Linked DNA regions of Pan troglodytes: region 1 is linked to region 2. The links are chromatin contacts, called in public capture Hi-C maps. All regions are on one chromosome and are shown on one strand. The core of a region is the stretch at or near the end of the contact, and the rest is flanking DNA. Distances in the headings are between cores, read along the strand shown.

What was found. Capture Hi-C pulls out chosen DNA fragments and counts their contacts.
Region 1: a contact with region 2 is called in a capture Hi-C map of stem cell-derived neural stem cells, with 3 times the contacts expected there. The contact joins two enhancer-like sites. A contact is called at or near these places in 1 of 7 Hi-C or Micro-C datasets (blood) and 1 of 1 other capture datasets (stem cell-derived neural stem cells).

Annotation. Positions count from the first base shown.
Region 1 is chr5:49,863,687-49,866,997 of NHGRI_mPanTro3-v2.0_pri, forward strand. No RefSeq gene overlaps it. Among named protein-coding and RNA genes, the nearest start is that of LINC03040, 32 kb to the right of the region's middle. Within about 2 kb of position 1,280, at least 1 of the 24 cell types and tissues checked has an H3K27ac peak or open chromatin away from gene starts, as enhancers often do. A contact at or near this core is called in stem cell-derived neural stem cells, where this site is marked.
Region 2 is chr5:49,558,736-49,562,272 of NHGRI_mPanTro3-v2.0_pri, forward strand. RSPH9 (radial spoke head component 9) reads left to right here. Exons shown (of 5, transcript XM_016955588.3): 5 at 3,106-3,325. The coding sequence ends at 3,266. Among named protein-coding and RNA genes, the nearest start is that of MRPS18A, 18 kb to the right of the region's middle. Within about 2 kb of position 2,191, at least 11 of the 24 cell types and tissues checked have an H3K27ac peak or open chromatin away from gene starts, as enhancers often do. A contact at or near this core is called in stem cell-derived neural stem cells, where this site is marked.

The DNA.
Region 1 (3,311 bases), core at 30-2,529, 300 kb after region 2:
AGCATTGCTTATTGAGAAACCAAAGAATGATGTTATAGTATATGTTTTTATAATACCCCTAGGACAGGAGGGTGGGGCAGACTTTGGGGAGAGACCTCCTTGAGCATCTCTTCATGCTAGGCACTGGGCTGTACACACATGGGGAGCTGCCAGCCATCTCCGCCTGCCCTAAGGTGGTTCATTCTACAGGCTCATTCATCTCTGGAAAGTAAAACCAGCCACAGTGGAAGGAGCATCTGAGGCAGATCCTGGCCACAGGCAGAACCCTGTGGGAATCAGGCCATAGGACATTTATGCAATATGGTTGAACAGGAACAGGGTAGTGGCCTCTTAGAGCTCAGCTTCAGATCACAGGGAAATGGGGTTTCCCATAGGGCCAGGGTAGGTTCAGGATGGAGGCCAAAACCACTTGGGTAGGCTGGGCTGAGCACTTGATTGGGGGGTCAGGAGAGGGAGGTACCACAATCTGAGCACCTCCTATTAATACTTGGCAGGCTGTGGCCTGGGCACTTTAAACAGCATCAAAGCAATCCTACCAGGTAGGTGCTACTAGCCCATTTTCCAAAGGAAGAAACTAAGGCTCAGAGAAGTGAGGCCAAAATATGCTGAACCAGAATTCTACTCCTTGAGCAGGCAGCTTTCCACTGACCCAGCCTGCCTCCCCCGGGGAAGGAACCTAGGTGCTGACGGGACCTGTCCTGGGCTGTCTCCAAGGAGAGAAAGCAAGCAACAGGGCCCAGGACCCTGGACTCTCTCCCCCAAGTCTCCTCCACTTCCAAGTAGAAGTGGAGACCTCTGTATGCCTCTAGAAGAATAATATTATTAAGAATGTTATTAGCTATAATTTAATGAGCGATTATTATGTGCCAGTGAGCTTTCATTAACTCATTTAATGCTCACAACAGCCCGGTGGCTGGGTCCCTGTCTACCTTTATATATGGATGAGAAACCAAAGTCCAGAAAAGCTAGCATTGATTCCTCTGGCGCCTCTTCTACTTTTTTGGAAAATAAAAATGCGTTGTTGCAATACTTTGGAGCATCAACCCAGAATCACATAACAAGAACAGAGGAATTAGTCAGTTGCAAAGTCCTCCCTTGTGTCTACCCCAAGTCCCTCAGGCTGCAGTGAGAGCTTGACATTCCCCAGCTTCTCTGGGCCAGCCAGCAGCCACCCCCTACCATGTGGCCTTGGCCCCTCCTCTGCTGGGAATCAGGAGGGGGGTGGTCCTCCTTTGTTCCCCAGGCTTGGGGGAGCATTCCTACCCCAGAGAGGCCAGCTGAGGTCACGGGTCTATGCCCCCTCCCCAGGCCAGCCTGACCAAGCTGGCAGCCCCGTCAATCAGGTGCAGCCTGCTCAGCAGCCAGCCTTTTATTTCCTAAATTAAAAGGGCTTGTGATTCCTGATTGAATTAAAGGCGGGAAGGTCAGCTCTGAGACCAGCAGGGAGATTTCAATCACGGGAGACCGGAGGCAGCCAGGGTGGGCAGGGGGGCAAGGCAGGGAGCAGACAAGGCTGGGAGCAAGAGTAGGGACGGGCACCACCGCTTCTCTCCCAGGCCAGACCAGTCAAAGCATGGTACAAGGGTGGCTAGTCCACAGCACCCACCCCCACAACCCTTTTGAAAATGTCAGTTTGAATTAAAGAAATTTCATCCTCTGATACAGCAGACAACCTGAACTGCTGGACTAGGCAGACTTGCTTGCGTATCTGTTAGTTAAAATGCCCTCAGAAAAGTGAATTCCACAGTTTCCCTCATTTCCTACTGTCAACAGGTTCTTTCTGACTTCTCTCTTAAACTCCATGTTGGATCTTAAGGAGACAAAGATGACGCTACTTGCTTTGAAGTTATAAAGGACAGTCAATCAGCTGCTTTTTCGGCACCTATGGCTCAGGCTCAGGGATCCTGCAAACTGCCAGTGCTTTCCTGCGACCTGGGTAGACTGGGGAGAGGACTGCAATGAACACAGTCTTCCTGGCTGTGTGCTTGGGGGAAAGCTCCTCATTTGCCCAGGGACTCAGTTTCCCCATCTGTGCAATGGGCAGCATAGTCCGTACAGGATTTGCTGGAGTACTAGCCTTCCCTGGATAGTCAGGGTTGAGATGTGCCTTTTTGCTTGGGCTAGCACTGAGTCTACCTTATATATAACCCTGGAGTCCCCCTGCCAAGAGTCAAGTCAGGAAGTACAAGGGCTTGATTCCTATCTCTGCAGGGCAGATATGGAAGCCCTGGGGTAAATGCCCCATGTCCTCCAAGGATAGGCAGGAAGAACAGGCTTGACCCATGGTGGGGCTAAAGTTAAATATCAGGATGAACTGACTTCCTCAGTGAGAGTGGTTTCTGGAACTAGATCACGGAGAAGCCTTTTCCCCTCTCCCTACCCGCTACCCCCTCCGGTCCCGTGCTATCTCCATGCAGGCAGCCTTAGATATAGGGGTTGCACCACAAGTGGTGGGACTGAGATCAGACGTGAGAAAGGACTTCCTAATGGTGGGCGAGATAAGGCAGTAATATACATCATCTAAGGAGGGGTGCCTGTGGGGCACGTTTAAGGAAATAGGGAATCATGGGCACCACCTAAGGCAGTGGAGGTAAGCTCTGGGCCTGGAGCCAGAGAGCTGGTTCCCTTCTCAAACCTTGCTGGTCTTGAGCAGGTCCTTTGCCTCTTCTGCGGAAGGGAGGTGATGATGCCATCTTAGCAAACAAGGCACGCACAGGCTTCTAATGGCAGAGTGACATGGGCGGCTGAGGGTCGGTTGTGTGGGTGGCTTTTTCCTGTATATATGAATTTTATATTCCCTTCCAAAAAGTCAGTAATATCTTTTTAATGCCTTGGCATAGCTGTGTCTTTCTCTACCAGCAGATTCACAATTCCTGTTCCATGTTCCAGACACTGTTTTAAGTACTTTACATATATTTAACTCATTTAACCTTCTCAATAACTGTCATGATCCCCATTTAGAGATGGGGAAACTGAGGCACAGAGCAGTCCAGTAATTTGCCCAAACTTAGCAGTAGCAGAGTGATGGTTTGAATCGGGGCAGCCAGGCTCTGGAACAACGCTAGCACTCAAGCTAGAACTCTCTGTGATGAAAGAGTCCTTCTGTATCTGTGCTATGCAGTGTGGCAGCCATGAGCATTTGCCATATGACTTATGTGACCAAGAAACTGGATTTTACTTTTACTTCATTTTAACTTAAGTAGCTACATGGGGCTAGTGGCTGCTGTATGGGACAGTACAGCTCTAGAGACCCTGGGAACACCAGGCAGGCAGGACGAGGTCATCACTGAAGATCATTCAGATTTGTCCCT
Region 2 (3,537 bases), core at 941-3,440:
CTCCTCCTCTGTCCTCAGGCCTCTAGGGGGTATATGATTCTTGTGGCCCTTGTAGGGGATGGGGGTGCCTCTCCCACTGGGAACCCATGGCCATTTTTTTTTTTGTATGTGACAAAAATTTTGTTGGTGCTCATCTGAGAGGGTTTGAGCCATCTGTTGCCCCTGGACAGCCCTGGTCCCCAGCCTGGCCTACTGTCCCTCGATCTTAATCCCAGAGCTGCCTTTCTTCCAGGATGGCAGGAGAATGTAATTAGAGTAAGTACGCCCTAGCCTGAGGTTTCCATACTAGCAAGGTGGGTGAGACCCTGTGGGCCCAGGAAACCCAGGAGGCCCCCCTCCTGATTTACCAACCTGTACCCATCACATCCTCAAAACACAGCTTCTGGAGAAGAGTGGCTGCTAGGGGGCAGGAGGGATTTGGGGAGAGAAGAGAGAGCGGGGGCTGTGAACCTGCAGCACCAAGTCTGCAGGGGGCTTTTCCCCGAGTCCTGGAGGCGGTGACAGCAGCTGGCTGGGCTCAGCCTGTTCAGCAGTTGCAGTAAGAAAGTGGGTGAAGGTGACAGCAAGTGCTTGGCTCTTCAGGTAGATGCTACGTGACTCCTGGCACGTTGAGTCTGTGTGTTTCCCGGGCGACCAGCTGAGCCAGGGACGATGAGAGGACAGGAGTGTGACAGGAATGCGAGGGAGGGAGGCAGTGCTGTTTTCTGGCTGGCCCTACATGCCGCTACCGTACTCCAGCAGCACCCTCCCGCCTGCGCAGCATTGCCCCCTGCCAGGCGGGGGCACTGTATTTCCCTAGCCCCCCTGCCAGTTTCTCCTTGCTCTCTGGGTAGGAGCCCCTGCTGATAGGCCTAGGCCACTTCGTCCAAGAACACTGCCCCCCGCCCCCTGCATTATTTACTGGAGGCAAGAGGTGGCCAAAGCCTAGGCAGGCAGGCTGGTGTGAGGGCAGGGCAGGACCAAGCCCTTGCCCAGGCATGCCAAGGTGCTGGCAACAATGAACTGACAAGGGTCTAGGTTGGAGGACTCCAGGATTCCATTTTCTCCAGGGCAGCACCTAGCCCAGGCAGGCTGCAAGCTGCCCTCCCTCAGTAGGCAGATAGAGATGAGGCAGTCTGGTCTTAGTTCAAGGGGCTGAGGGACTGTGTCTTTATGGAGCCTGGTCCCTGACGATACTCTAGGCTGGTGGGGTGACCAAGGGAGGGAATCGGATCTCCCTGGGTCTGTGCTTCTTGTCCAAGGCTGAAGCAGTGGAGTTGGAACACTCTGTCCTGTTGGACCCCCACCCTCATCAATCCTAAACAATCTGTTTTCTGGAGATGCATGACCAGGAAAGTACCAGGCTAGGGACTCTCAAACTCTGAGGGCAGGTCTGAGAGGCAGAGGACCTCAAGCACCCAGAGAAAAGTTTTAAGAGTCAGGGGCAATACTCCTTCTCAGGGGCAGTGTTCCAGCCGGAGCCCCGCTAACACAGGGACACTACTTTCTTCTTGATGTTGTCCAGCAGGCACTGTGTGGGCTGGAGGGGGCTGACATCATCCTTTGCATGGGCGATGGCACTTGGTGCTGGCCACTGCACAGTGCTAAAGTGAGCTTTGCGATTGGCTTCTCCCTGAGCAGGACCAGGGACAGCCAAACTATATACGCCCAGAAAACTTTGGTTTTGACCTAGGCAGGCGGCTGCACCCTGAGTAAGGGTGCATGAGCTGCCATGAGGGTCAGGGGTTCCTGGCAATCAGGTTTCTTGGATGCAGGGTGGCCCCCAGTGGGTGGGCACTGAGTTGTGAGGCTGCAGGGTGTGGAGTGACTAGGGTGAACCATGGTTGGAGGTGGCCCGTGGGAAGCTGGGGCAGCAGGAGCCAAGCAGCCAGGCTGAGCTGGCAGCTGATGAAGGCCTCAGAGCAGCTCTCAGCGCATGGCTGGCTGGTCCAACACCAAAACTTTCAAAGCATTTGCCTTTCTGGCAGGGCCTGGAGCAGGGCTGTGGCTGGGCCGGGAGAGGCCTCAGTGCGCAGGGGAATAGAAGCCCCAGATCTGCATCCAGAGGCGATTTTCCCAGGCTCCTTCCTCCCACACTGTGGCTCCCTCCCTCGGTTCTGGAGCTTAATCAGGCCCTTCCAGCCAAGTCCTCATGGCTGCACGACTCAGCCCTGAGCTGGGCTGCTCCTGTGTGGGGAGGCAAAAACCAGGGCAGAACCTAGGACAAAGGCTCATTAGGGGGAGCCCAAGTCCCCTCCCACCAAGGATGGCTCCCAGTCTACCAGCTGCCAGAAAGGGCCATTGAGCTAGGAGGCCTGAACTGCCCAAATTTCTATTTGAGCCTTCCTTTCCCGGTCTGGTCTAATCCAACTCAGGAGAGGCTTCAGGAAATGAGGAAGACACAGCAAAATGGCAAGTAGCGGCAAACCACACTAGAACTGGTGACTGCACTGGGTATAGTGTGGGAGGAGCTGGTGTCTCCCTTGGCCCAGCCCAACTCCCCTCTGCCTGTGGATTGGATTCAGCCTCCTCCCCCACTCAACCTTTAGCTAGACTTGCTGACAGGAACAAAACAGACTGGTTTGAGTTTCACCTCTTTTCATTTCCTTTGCCCTCCCTCTGAAAGTGGTTTTAATGAGCAGTGAGATGGCTAAAAGGGCTGGGCGTGGTGGCTCACATCTGTAATCCCAGCACTTTGGGAGGCCAAGGTGGGAGGATCGCCTGAGCCCAGGAGTTTGAGACCAGCCTGGGCAACACAGTGAGGCCCCATCTCTACAAAAAATCAGAAAAGTTAGCTGGGTATGGTGGTGCATGCCCATGGTCCCAGCTACTCTGGAGGCTAAGGTGGGAGGATTGCTTGAGCCCAGGAGTCAAGACTGCATTGAGTTGTGATTGCACCACTGCATTCCAGCCTGGGTGACAGAGTGAGACCATGTCTCTTAAAACGAAAAGAATAATGGCTAAAAGACAATCAGGGAGTAAAGCATCTGGAGAATTAAATGGTCTCTCCCCAGTGGAACCATAGCACCTGGGCCTGGCTGCCCAAGGAGCCAGGGGCCACAGCATGAAGGGCAGAGCTGTGGCTCCAGCAGCACCAGGCCTCACCTCCTGCCTGTCTCATCTCAGGGTCCTGGAGCATCCAGATGGAGAGGGGCAATGCCCTGGTGGTGCTGCGCAGCCTGCTCTGGCCGGGCCTCACCTTCTACCATGCTCCCCACACCAAGAACTATGGCTACATCTACGTGGGCACTGGCGAGAAGAACATGGACTTGCCCTTCATGCTATAGAATGGGAGCCAGCCTGGATGTTTTTAAACAGAGTCTAAACATGATTTTCTTAAGCTTCAGTGAACTTGGCCTGCCTGTTCTGTCCTATCTTCTTAACTCCACCTCCGTCTGGTTCCAGATTCTGAAAGGCCCACTGAGCCAGGGAGCTCATTTCTAAACCAAGTGGCAGAGGGGTTGGAATGTGCTAATGAAAGAGATTCTAGACAACGATGGGTGGAAATGGCTGTGGGAGAAGGTGACAACCAGGGCCCCTTTGAGGAACGCAGTTTCT